Linked DNA regions of Zea mays: region 1 is linked to region 2. A link is a contact called in public Hi-C data. All regions are on one chromosome and are shown on one strand. Each heading gives the region's core, a stretch centred on a gene start, on an enhancer-like site or on the middle of the called end of the contact. The rest is flanking DNA. Distances are from core to core; before and after follow the strand shown.

Region 1 (5,745 bases), core at 3,224-5,723, 110 kb before region 2:
GAAAGAACTGCTGCAGGTTGTTGGCCCCTGCTGTCGCGGCCGTGACATGGGATGGGAGGAAGCTTCCCTTCGGTGAGGTAATCAAGGTGAGCGCCATCCACGCCGTCGGAGATAAATTTTCTAGGAAGACTCTCCCATCTGAACCTTGTGAAGCTCTTGGATGGGAGGACTGTGAACTACTTCTCGTGTATGAGTTCATGGCCAAAGGGAGCTTGGAAAACCATCTATTCAGTGTGCATGCGAAGAAGAACATTGCAACATTGTAGTTCGTGGCTTGGCCACTCATCGGGTCAGTTATATTTTGAATGGTAACTAGATTTCTCAACGCAGGAGATTGGGTTCGTTGCTTCCCCAGCACAGTGGTGTTTTCTGCGGTTGGTGTGGGATCCATGGAGATTTCCTGCCTCTGGAAATGAAATACACATGTGTAGAATCAAACAACAGTAGATTTTTATGAAATTTAGGATTGTTCATGGAGCTGAATATGGATACATGCAGGTGGCCTTTTTATAGAGGAAGGAATGAGTATTAATTAAGTTCTAATTAGTTGCGAGTAGTGTTTTGTCCTATAGAACTAGGGAGTTTTGCTTCATGGTAGGTGTTCCTAGGCTGCAAATTTTGTCTGATCTTGCATTGAGAATATGATGGGTGAAGTCTGTGACACGTCGCGTCGCGCCGTCGGTCGAAGCCAGCTCAATAGTGAGGTTGAGGCCTCACAACTTTCTGCAAAACTACATGTCAAGTGCTCCACCTTGTCAGAATTTTAAAGAAACATTTTGTTGTTTCACCTTGACTTCTTATTGACATGGCCTATTGGAGAGAGATCTCTGTGTGTTTCTGGTTTCTAATTGGACATGTAAAAGTTTATGATTAGTTGTTGCATAAATGGATTGGCTAGAATTTTCAAAGTATAGGTGCTTGGTGTCTTCTCATGGTCATAGGGAAAATATCATAGCTGATATTTTCACACAAGTGAAGGATCCACAAAAGGGATTTGTTCCCTATGGAATGATCAGGCATGCTAAACATCTTAGTTGTCTAACTTAGTTCTTCAGATAAATGATTTGTCCTTTTTTTAAATGTCATATTTTTGCTTCAGGGAACTACTCGTGCCATTCTATAAGGCAAATGGGAGCCGCAAACCAAATAGGAAAATTTTCTATGGGTTCGTAATTGTCTGTTTGAATGAATTTTGTTGTTGTCTAAACTTAAATCTCTTTTCCTTGCATGTAAAGAAAAAGACCTGCCAGTTTTCTTTATGTTAGTACATATTTCAACAGCTAAACAGCTACACCTTGTATACTTGGAGAAGAATCCTGGAGTTACTTTACTTGTTTCCTTGATTTGCAGAGACATGCCAGTGAGGAGCAGTTTAGCCGGTTCTTGCATTATGAAGTGGATGCAATTAGAAAGGTTTTTTCTTCGCAATATTATTCTCTTTTGATGTATTCTCCTAACTGTGTTTACATAATTTATTGTTTGTGTTTGTACTTAGGCGTGTGCCAGCTTGGAAGAGGGCTACCTTCCTCTAGTTACATTCATAGTGGTGCAAAAGCGCCATCACACACTGTTTTGTCCTGAAGATCATCGTTCACACAGACAACCAGATCGACGTGGAAATATTTTGCAAGGTAAAACAAAATTGCTATTGTGCAATTGTTCTTGAAACTGATGAGGGCACATTACTACTATTTGATGAATCATATATGTATGTGTGTGTGTGTGTGTATATATATATATATATATATATGGCTCTCCTCTGCATTCTTAGTGTTTCTAGATACTAATTTTATTGTGTTCTTAGTAACTGTGGTTGACACAAAGATATGTCATCCAAGTGAATTTGATTTCTACCTTTGTAGCCACTCTGGCATTCAGGTGAGCCGATGATAGATGTTGCGATTCTCCAGAAAGAAAACAAATTCTCGTCTCAACACATATGGTTTTAATCATTTTGCACTTTTGGCAAGGGACGAGCCGGTCATCACATTACCATGGTGGACATTTGAGATTTGCAACCTTGTTGTGCATAGTTTTACACACTAAGCACCCATTGCACCGAAAAAACTTACAGGATGAACTAGATGCAAAACCTGAAGAGCTGGAAGGAGAAGAGTTGGAATCTAAGCTTCTAGAGCCTGTTGCAGCTCTTTCGGTGCATCCAGTGCATGTCCCAGGAAACAAGCAACTAGCTTGCCCTACTTCACAGAAAGTTATAGCTAAATACGATGAGCTGGCTGCACTACAAGCTGAAATGGCATTGTGATCAGGTTAATGTTCGCTCTATTTGTACATCTTAATGTGTATTTGATGTTCCTTTCATGGGATTAATTTGCTGGTATCTATTTCAATATTTGATTCATAACTTCTGTGTGCTCCCCTTAAAAGGTTGTTGTCTATTAAGAAGTGGAATACACGATAATATGCAACCACAAATTGTTTATCGTGCGGTATCCAAAAAGTTTACATGTATACATCTCTTCAGCATTTTAGTTTCCATTTAGTATCTTCTACTCTCTATTTGAAAGAAGTGAAGTTCTTCCACTCCCCAAACTTATAAATCATGTTTTACTGTTGTGAATTGTTTTGCTTAGATGTAGACAATTTTGTTTTTTATAGGAACATAGTTTTTCAAATTGCACCCCAAAATATGATAGCTTATATATTTTGGTTATGATTAGGAGTGTTGGGCTGCTGGCTGCCCGCTTTTTTTTCTTTTTTCCTTTTTAGGACACTTTGGAGACAATAGTTCTTATGGCGCAGTCAGGCTAGCAGGCTGCCATCTGAGTTTGAAATTACCGATTGCTGCCATCCTTGTGATCCAGACAAGGAAAATGTTCTTGCTATTTAAGTTATGAGGTGGAGTGATGGCTCTTATCTTGAAGATCAGGATCACTGGCGGTTGGGTTACTCCTTGATTCTTACATGGTATTTTAATGGATTTCTAGCAATGATTTTTTGCATCTTTTAAAAAACATAGAAGATCCTTAGGAATCATATCTGCTTTTAATATGACGTCATTTAAACTTGAATTAGGCGCCCCATTCCTATCAGTTCACTTCTAGATATGACAGGTAGTTGATATGTATTGCTTCGATCCGAATTTATGAGTTGAAGATATGGTTTAAGCATTCGATGAAAGTGAACTCGAATATCCAATATTCCTTACCAACGATTCCATTCAGTTCATCTCTCTGATGAGTTATGAATCAGTGGACTTCTACTCTTGCAGGATTAACGCATGGACCGAGGAAGCGCAATGACAAGCCTAATAGCCTGCAACTGATGAAAGGAATGGTCTCTACTACATGTATTATTGTCCATCCCATCTTTGTTTAATGGTCGTAGCTGCTTTATACAATTATTCCTACCTATGCTAGACTGTGAGCCATTGTATATCAATGTATTTTATCATATTGATTTCGTAGCAACGTACGAGCATATACCTAGTATATTTATAAACAATGTGTAGCACTTGCCACATTTAAACAGCTAATCTTAAAAAGACACGACATGCGAGGATTGTTAATCAATATCGTTTGTATACTAAGCAACCATTAATTTGAAATATCTGAGTAAATATTTGAGTAGACATAATCACATTGACATGTATTTATAAAGTGCGAATTAAAACTATAGTCTAGTCTTAACTAGATTACTATTTTAATTAACATTGGATAAACAACTAATTAAAAAATAATTAAAGCAGACGTGCGTCGCAACAACATAAACTTTTTAACATGCAGCTGACGTTACTACGAAACTAACATAACTTAAATGGTACGAAACAAATTTAAATCGTGGAAGATATGGATGTTTAAAAACTCCTATTTAACTATAGCCTCCGAGGAGTAGCAAACATAATTGCCATGTAATACCCTAAAATCATGTTTTAGGTAAATTAGGAAAAGTTTATCTCAAGATTAAAATACTGTGAAACAAATGACTAAATGAAATGAGCCTTGAGGAGTTAAAATAATCCTTTCATTTAAAACTTATACTTGAAAGATTCTCCAAATGAATTTCACCAAAGTGCGAACCAATAAAGGTTTCATGACCATTTTTGAATATGTAATAAACATTTAAATGGATAAGGTTATTACTTATTTTATTTAATGAATGGTAGGAAAAGGGATCCTTAATTATTTGATTGTGTGGGTTGATCTTTATTAAGTTATATGTTTTAAATGTATTCTTACTTAGAGAAATAAGAATAGCAATAATAAATATCCATATACTTTGCATCATGCTGGAATTTTTGTTTGTGCATATCAGATTTGAATTCAAACTTGAAATTTGAAATTGAAAACCAAAATAGGAGAATAAAATAAAAAGAGGAACTCACCCCTCACTGGACCGAATTCCTTAAGCCGGTCCAGTCTCGTCGTTCCCCCGCTCAGCCCATCCTCCTCCTTTTCCACCCACGCCAGCCCAGTCCACACACTTTTGCAGTCGCTGACGAGTAGGGCCCGGGTGTTGGGCAATGTCTTCCCCACGCGCACATGTGTTTATGTCACTAGCTCGCGGTCGCGGGCCACCTTGGTCAGACCCATCTTCTTTGTCGCGTCTGAACCCAGCTCCAAGCCCAAGTTCGCGTAAGTCCTCCTCGGCCAACACCCTCCACTGCGTGGGACCCCCCTTCGTCAGATCAACTCTCACTTCTGCGCTCACAGTCACGCGCATGTAGGGCCATCAGGTCGGCGTGATTCCTCCCCTCTCGCTCGTTCTAGTGTAACAGAATGGTCGAGATCCCCAGTAAGCCTGGCAACGCGCCACCTCTTCCGCTCAGACTTTGCCCTCCATGGGCTATAAATCTGATGACTCAATGCCCCTAGCCATCCCCAAACGGGGTCGTACCAACACCACCGACCACCGTGAGAGAGTGAGGTTGAGGCCAAAGATGTCGCCGCCGTCGTTATTCGTCTGTGCAGGCGACCAGAGTTTGGCATGTGGGCCAGGAGTGTTGCCTGGATGCAATGAACACAGGAGCATCGTTTTCAAGCATTGCAGGGCAATCGGGGCACGAGAATTTGTCGCTGGAGTTTCGGGTTCTGCCACAGAACGCACCTCCCCGTGGCGTGGGTATCCACCGGCATCACGTAATCACACGTAAGAAGCCCCTCACATTTTTCTTCGATGCGAGATATTTGTTTTACACCGGGGGTTGGTCGATGGGGTGTTCAGAGTTGGGAGGGGCGCCCAACTCCAGCGATGGGCCGTCGTAGATACCCCGGCTCCGCCGCGGAGCTCATGTCAGTAGAAGGATGACAATCATGGGCCGTTGATTCACGGAGAAACGGTTGGGATTAGATCAGCTTGACGGTTCGGTCAGAGTGATCAAAGTCGTTGGATCAAAATCGTACGGCTGCAATTAGACTAGGCGCTTACCCCTTCGTTGGTTGAATATGTGACATTGATCTCATATCTATCGGTTGTGATGTGCACGGGGCTAATACAGCCGAGCCAAACCTCATAAAGAGCCCCTCGGCTTTTGTAAAATCAACCCGCCGTCCACACAAGCAGGGAATTATTATAAATAAGTCCTTGAATTTCACAACTAGGTCCACAGAAGTTTCAAAACAGCCCATGGGGAATATTTTAAGCATAATATTTATATAAACAAATTTAGATAATCCATATCTAGTGCATTTTAACTCCGTTTTGATCCGTTCAAGTTGTGTTAGTTTCGTAATAAAGTTGCCTACACAGTACCAATATTATTTGGTCATGTCCCATAACTTTTAT
Region 2 (5,468 bases), core at 1,742-4,241:
GCTGGTAGTTTGACCCTGCCCCAATAAACCGCTACTCTTAAATTCTATCATTGAGGGTTTGCTATAACTATCTGTATCTACTGGACTACTACTATTTCAACCATATAGGTTCCACGCAGGTTAAGCTCAATTAAAGTACTATAGTGTTGGTTTACCGTTTGCCTATATTTGTTCTATCTTCTAGTGGAGAAAGCCTACCAACACTTCATGTGGATGAACTTGTAACAGTTCTTTGTATTATGCAGAATCGATGGCATACTTTGAGGCTTTATACATCTCACTGGGCACCAGAGCGATGGCAGGAGTACGAACCACTTTGGAATTACTGCCGTGATAATGGAATAAAGCTTGTTGCATGTGGGACTCCACTTGAGGTAATTATTAATTGATTCTCACGATAACTGTATGTGATTCAGGCATATTGGAGTCATGAGTAATCTTGTTCATTTATACTTCTGAATTTTGGGATCATAACATTCTAGAGTTGTAATCTAAAATTGATTTGCATTATTCAAACAAGAAAGCTTATTCTTGTACCACATATAGTAATATCTTTTCCAGGTTAAGCACCTCTGTCACACTCCTTTTCAGCTCAAGGAAGGAAACAACAGCAGTGATTGGCAAGTTCGACTTTGTTGAAGCTTTGTAACTACTCGGTACTTTAAGAAAGTTAGCACGATCAAAGAGTGATACATCAGACCTTTTGTTGCTGTTTGTGCTTTTCTTTTACATCTTCAAACTTTCTGTATTATTGCGAATGCAATGTTGAGTAGAATAACAGAGTTCCCATTATTTAAGTTGTGTAGAGTGTGACATGGGCTTCTTTTGTAGCAAATGAAGCAGCTCAGCTGGGGATTTTGGATGTGTTGTGGACGAAAATATGATATTTTCTTATGTCTGTTCTTCGCCCATGGTTCTGCTTGTTAGCTTCTAGATGACATCAAGTCGTTGGTTACACGACTTACTAAAACTAACAAAGATCATAATCGTGAGTTGAGATGATGGCATCTCAAAGAATAAACTCTTGAATTCCCTTAAAAATAATTAGCTAATTATGATTGATTTTTTCCCCGATGAAGATCTTTTGTGGTTTTCAGTTTACATCTTTGAAGTTGTTCTTGTGACTTGATGTTGAATAGAATGGTAGAGTGTTGTAGATTTGTTTTGTTGCAAATGAAGCAACCAGGCTGGGAAACTCTTTATGTTCTGTGCATAAGATAGAAGTGTAAGTGAACCTGAGTTTTATCTCGAGTCTCATTTTAGTGAAAAGAAACGCGTTATGAGAAAAATAAGCATCATGATGGCGACAAGGGCAGTTAACATTGAAGCATGGAACATTTGGAATCTCGGAGATAGGAATTAAAAATGTTCTGGTACGCCAATATGGCTGACGCTCTGTTGATAGGGCGCCCGTAAGGGCGCCTCCTGTTCTAGTTGTTTACAACATGGATCACCTGCCGAGCTACGACGACCGATCGATGAACACTAGTGTAGTGTTTGACTTGTGACAACAAATTGGTCATATATTGCTTGTCTGAAAAACTGATACATGAAAGTGTTGTTCGTTCAGAATCTTCAGATTAATTGAGGAGCGGTTGTCTGCTCCGAACTGTTACGATAAATCATTGCACAACAGTTGTATATGGATGCATATGACTACAAATAAGATTATGAACGGAATGCATGAATAAAGAAACCGATGGAATAAGTAAACTAGGAAACAATCTTAGAATCATTTTCTGTCATTTCTTTTTAGCTATCCACTTCGAGAGGTTTCGTTTCTTCCTACGAATTAGGTCCCGTTTGGTTTAAGGTGACTAAAGTTTAGTGCCTAAAGTTTAGTCACTTTTAGTCCCTAAATAAGTAATCATAATGACTAAAATGGGGTGACTAAACTTTAGTTCTTTAGCCATCAAGGGAATGAAGAGACTGAAGTAGCATTTTTACCTTATTTGCTCTATTCACTTTCTTTTGCAGCAAACATCCACTAATTAATAGAGGTAATACAATCATTATTCATAACAATTAATGCTCTTTAGTCTGATTTAGTCAGGGTAGCTTTTGTGCCGGCCTGCGTTTAATTCTCTTCGCAAACACACATATTTACCTTTTTGTTTAAGTAAGAGCGTATGATGGTGCGTGTCTGATGACGAACGATGTACGGGGAAATTTCTTCCGGTATGTGTGGAACGTACTCTCCAATGATGAGACCATACAAATCGTGACATATATCGAAGTCTGCATGATACTGATGGTTGCAATGTAGTGGTGAAACGACTAGATTAAAATAACAAAATTTATGTATGGTTAGGATCACAAATTGATTTTAAAACATTTTCTCATAACAATATAACACACATTTTGTATATAAATTATCATACTATACTGGTATTATATATTCCCATTGCAACACACGGACACTCAGCTAGTAACAATTAATGCTATTTAGTCTGATTTAGTCACTGTAATCAAACGAGATACTTTAGCGACTATATTTTAATCAATAAGTGACTAAAGGAACCAAACACAACCAAGGCCTTAATCTGGGTGTAACCGTAGTCGTAGTCTATCTCTAAGGTCTTGTTCGGTTAATCCCGTTACCCATGGATTGGATGAGATTGGAAAAAATTAAGAAGGAGTTTGACTTATTTGAGATTTTAACCCACCCAATCCCACTCAATCCACATGGATTGAGAGATAACCGAACAAACCCTAATAGAGTTGTAAATGGTCAATACACCTGGCGTTCGATTGATCACGAACAAAACAAAAGCCATTAAGCCCAAATCATCGTTTGGCCCAAATAAACTACTACCTAGTTCCATTTACGGGTGGGGCCGTTTTGGTTCGGGATCGCTGTTGGCCTAGCCCATAAGAAGATCGGAACAGGGATCACGGGCAATTATCCGCCCAGGATACGCGAGGCGGAACCCGTCTAGGATACGCGAGTTTCGCTGGCCGTTGTATTGCAGGAAAATTTCCCGTTTTCTATATTTTTCTGTGAATATGATTCCTGTAATTCCAGAAGAGCCCTAAACTTCGCGTCCTACACGCGCCCCCCTCTCGCTCCCACACAAAAACCCTAGCCATCCAACAGGCAACAGGAGACCATCAATCATCAATAAATAAAAAATAGTAGTAATTCCTAACCCTAGGAGGCATCCTGTTCCACGCGACTCATCCCGTCGTCCGCCGAGCCGCCGACGCCACGCCAGGCCTCCACGCCGCGCCTCCGAGCTCCGTCGCCCCGGACCGCCGGCGCCGGGCAGCCGTGAGCTCCGACCGGACCTGCCCGCGCCCAGGCTGAGGCGCCGCCTACCCGAGCTCCGCCCAGGCCGCCCGCCCGCTCGGCAGGACGACTGGACGAGCTCCTCGCCGCGGGCGCCGAGCAGAGGAGCTCCTCTCGCGGAAGCGCGGACCCGCCTTCAGGCCGAGGTGCCGAGCTCCGCCCCGCCCCGCGCGGCCGCGCCCCTGCCCAGGTCCAGCCGCCCCGCTCGGCTCCTGTTCCCCGCTGGGGTTCCGGCACAAAGCTCCACGGCTCCGCGTTAGTAACACCTTGATTTTGGCGCATCGTCCGCCACTGACAGCCGGTCCCTGTCCCGGATCGCCTTCTCCCGAATTCTCTCCACTTCGTCCACGGATTCGTCTTGATTCGTTCTGTGGTTTCTGTAGATCCCATTGCTGAGATTCTTCCCGTGAGGAGGTGTTGGGGGTAGCTGGCGATGGGGGCGGAGCAGGGGTACGAAGATATGCAGGGGACCTTCAGGGACTCCGAGGTGTTCGAGTTTGTCGGGAAAGTCCTGCAGTCCGTGCGGATGGTACGGGCCTTCCATCCTCAGTTCGTTGCTGTGTAATATGACTGGACATTGATTTAGGTGGATTATTATTTGCCTTGGATGATTAGTATTCTCGTTGGACTTGGAAGTACTTAAGAATCTGTATCTTCAATCTTGCTATGCTTCACTTTATTGCTTCATTTGTTAAGCATTTTTTTTGAGCATTCAGTGGAGCTTGGCAAGTAAATTGGTGAACCCCCTGAACTTGGACTATATGTTCAGATGCAATATAGTAGCTCTGCTTGTACCTCAACTAAGGTCTCCTAGGATTTAGGACGCTAGAATGTGATACAGAGAAGTGCAGTATTCAAACCTTGTATTGAGAAAGCACCCTGATACAGAAAAGTGTAGTATTCAAACCTTGTATTGAGAAACCTTGTATTCAAACCTAAGCATCTGCTGGATGAAAACACTAAAGCAGAACCAAGTGCGGATCTGACAAATATTTGTTATCAAGTCCAGGAATTCACCAATCGTTGTCCTCTATCTCCGGTTTTGTTTCATATCAGCAGCGGCGGAGGGTGATCCAAAAGCAAGGAGGGGCAATTGCAAAAGCTGCTACTGTATTAGCTACCAAACTTCTCAAATCATGACTATAGGTGCATCCTATAAAGCATCCATGAGGATTGTATGCTATTAGAGTTACTGCTGTTCCAGAGGAGGGGGGTGGTGGCAGTTTCCCCTCCATGAGCCTCCGCCCCTGTGGATCAGTTCTGTAGATCTCTCGTCTAAATTGCTTCTATCTGCTAGAAGTTAACTAATTAAATGGCATACATCTTTTGCCAGCTTCTGTTGATAATTTGTTAAACATTAAAGTCTCATGTTCTGAACATACTCTCCAGAACAAAGCTGAGACTTGTGGTGAACTTTATTTTCCTGCATTGAGTTAGAAACTAAAGCTTGCTGGTGAAGACATGGTCAAATTTGCCAGATGCATGTGAGATGTGGAGTCAGGGAAATTGAAAGCTGATCATTTTCAAATTGCGGGTTTTTAATTAACAAATGCATGATTCTTCTGCTTTTACACCTCAAAACCACTATATTAAGGAAGCTTGTACACAATACATGTTTTAACAGGTGGACAAATGAAAGTACCTGCAGTGTTTATTTGCCTTCATTAGAGAGTAGGTAACAGTCATGTTCTTTTTGCTTGTTGTAGCTATGTACTTCAGTGAAGATTGGAGTAATGCCTTGTCATTTAAAAGACTCACCAAGCAGAACCCAAAATACATAAGTTATTGAGCAATATGTATGCCATTTAAAATTTGTATTTCTTGTCTGAGCTCAGTCTGCTAATTTGAGTACACTGCCTTTAACTTGTCCCCTACGTTAAGGAATTCATTCCGTTTTTTATTTTGCTTTCGATATCATCCAAACAAGGACTTATGAGAACTTCAGAGCAAAATTGTACTGTCTTTTTAATGAATTCCTGAGTTACTCGTATAGTACAATGTCAAGGTATTAACATGTTGATCTATCATTTAGGATCCGTTTTTAATTGACATAAGGGACAAAGATTATTATGATTACATGCTAGGCATTATAGACCCTACCAAGAAAAGGAGTACAGATGATGAAGCTATGTTTGTTGTAAGTTCGTAACTCAACTCTATTTCAACATGTCCACCTTTC

Evidence for each region. Hi-C and Micro-C count contacts between places; a contact is called where the count stands out from the background.
Region 1: a contact with region 2 is called in a Hi-C map of leaf, with 7 times the contacts expected there. The contact joins the enhancer-like site here to the promoter of LOC100272544 in region 2. A contact is called at or near these places in 3 of 25 Hi-C or Micro-C datasets (endosperm and leaf).

The regions. Positions count from the first base shown.
Region 1 is chr5:54,271,294-54,277,038 of Zm-B73-REFERENCE-NAM-5.0, reverse strand. LOC109939920 (a long non-coding RNA gene) reads left to right here. Exons shown (of 4, transcript XR_004849425.1): 1 at 1-1,413; 2 at 1,496-1,631; 3 at 2,075-2,270; 4 at 3,233-3,514. It also overlaps the pseudogene LOC118472011. Among protein-coding and RNA genes, the nearest start is that of LOC109939920, 3.6 kb to the left of the region's middle. Within about 2 kb of position 4,473, at least 19 of the 20 cell types and tissues checked have an H3K27ac peak or open chromatin away from gene starts, as enhancers often do. A contact at or near this core is called in endosperm and leaf, where this site is marked.
Region 2 is chr5:54,162,212-54,167,679 of Zm-B73-REFERENCE-NAM-5.0, reverse strand. LOC100272544 (RNA polymerase I specific transcription initiation factor RRN3 protein) reads left to right here and starts at 2,991. Exons shown (of 16, transcript NM_001359658.1): 1 at 2,991-3,544; 2 at 3,673-3,818; 3 at 5,322-5,426. The coding sequence starts at 3,723. LOC103628205 reads left to right here. Exons shown (of 12, transcript XM_020537987.1): 12 at 592-649. The coding sequence ends at 649.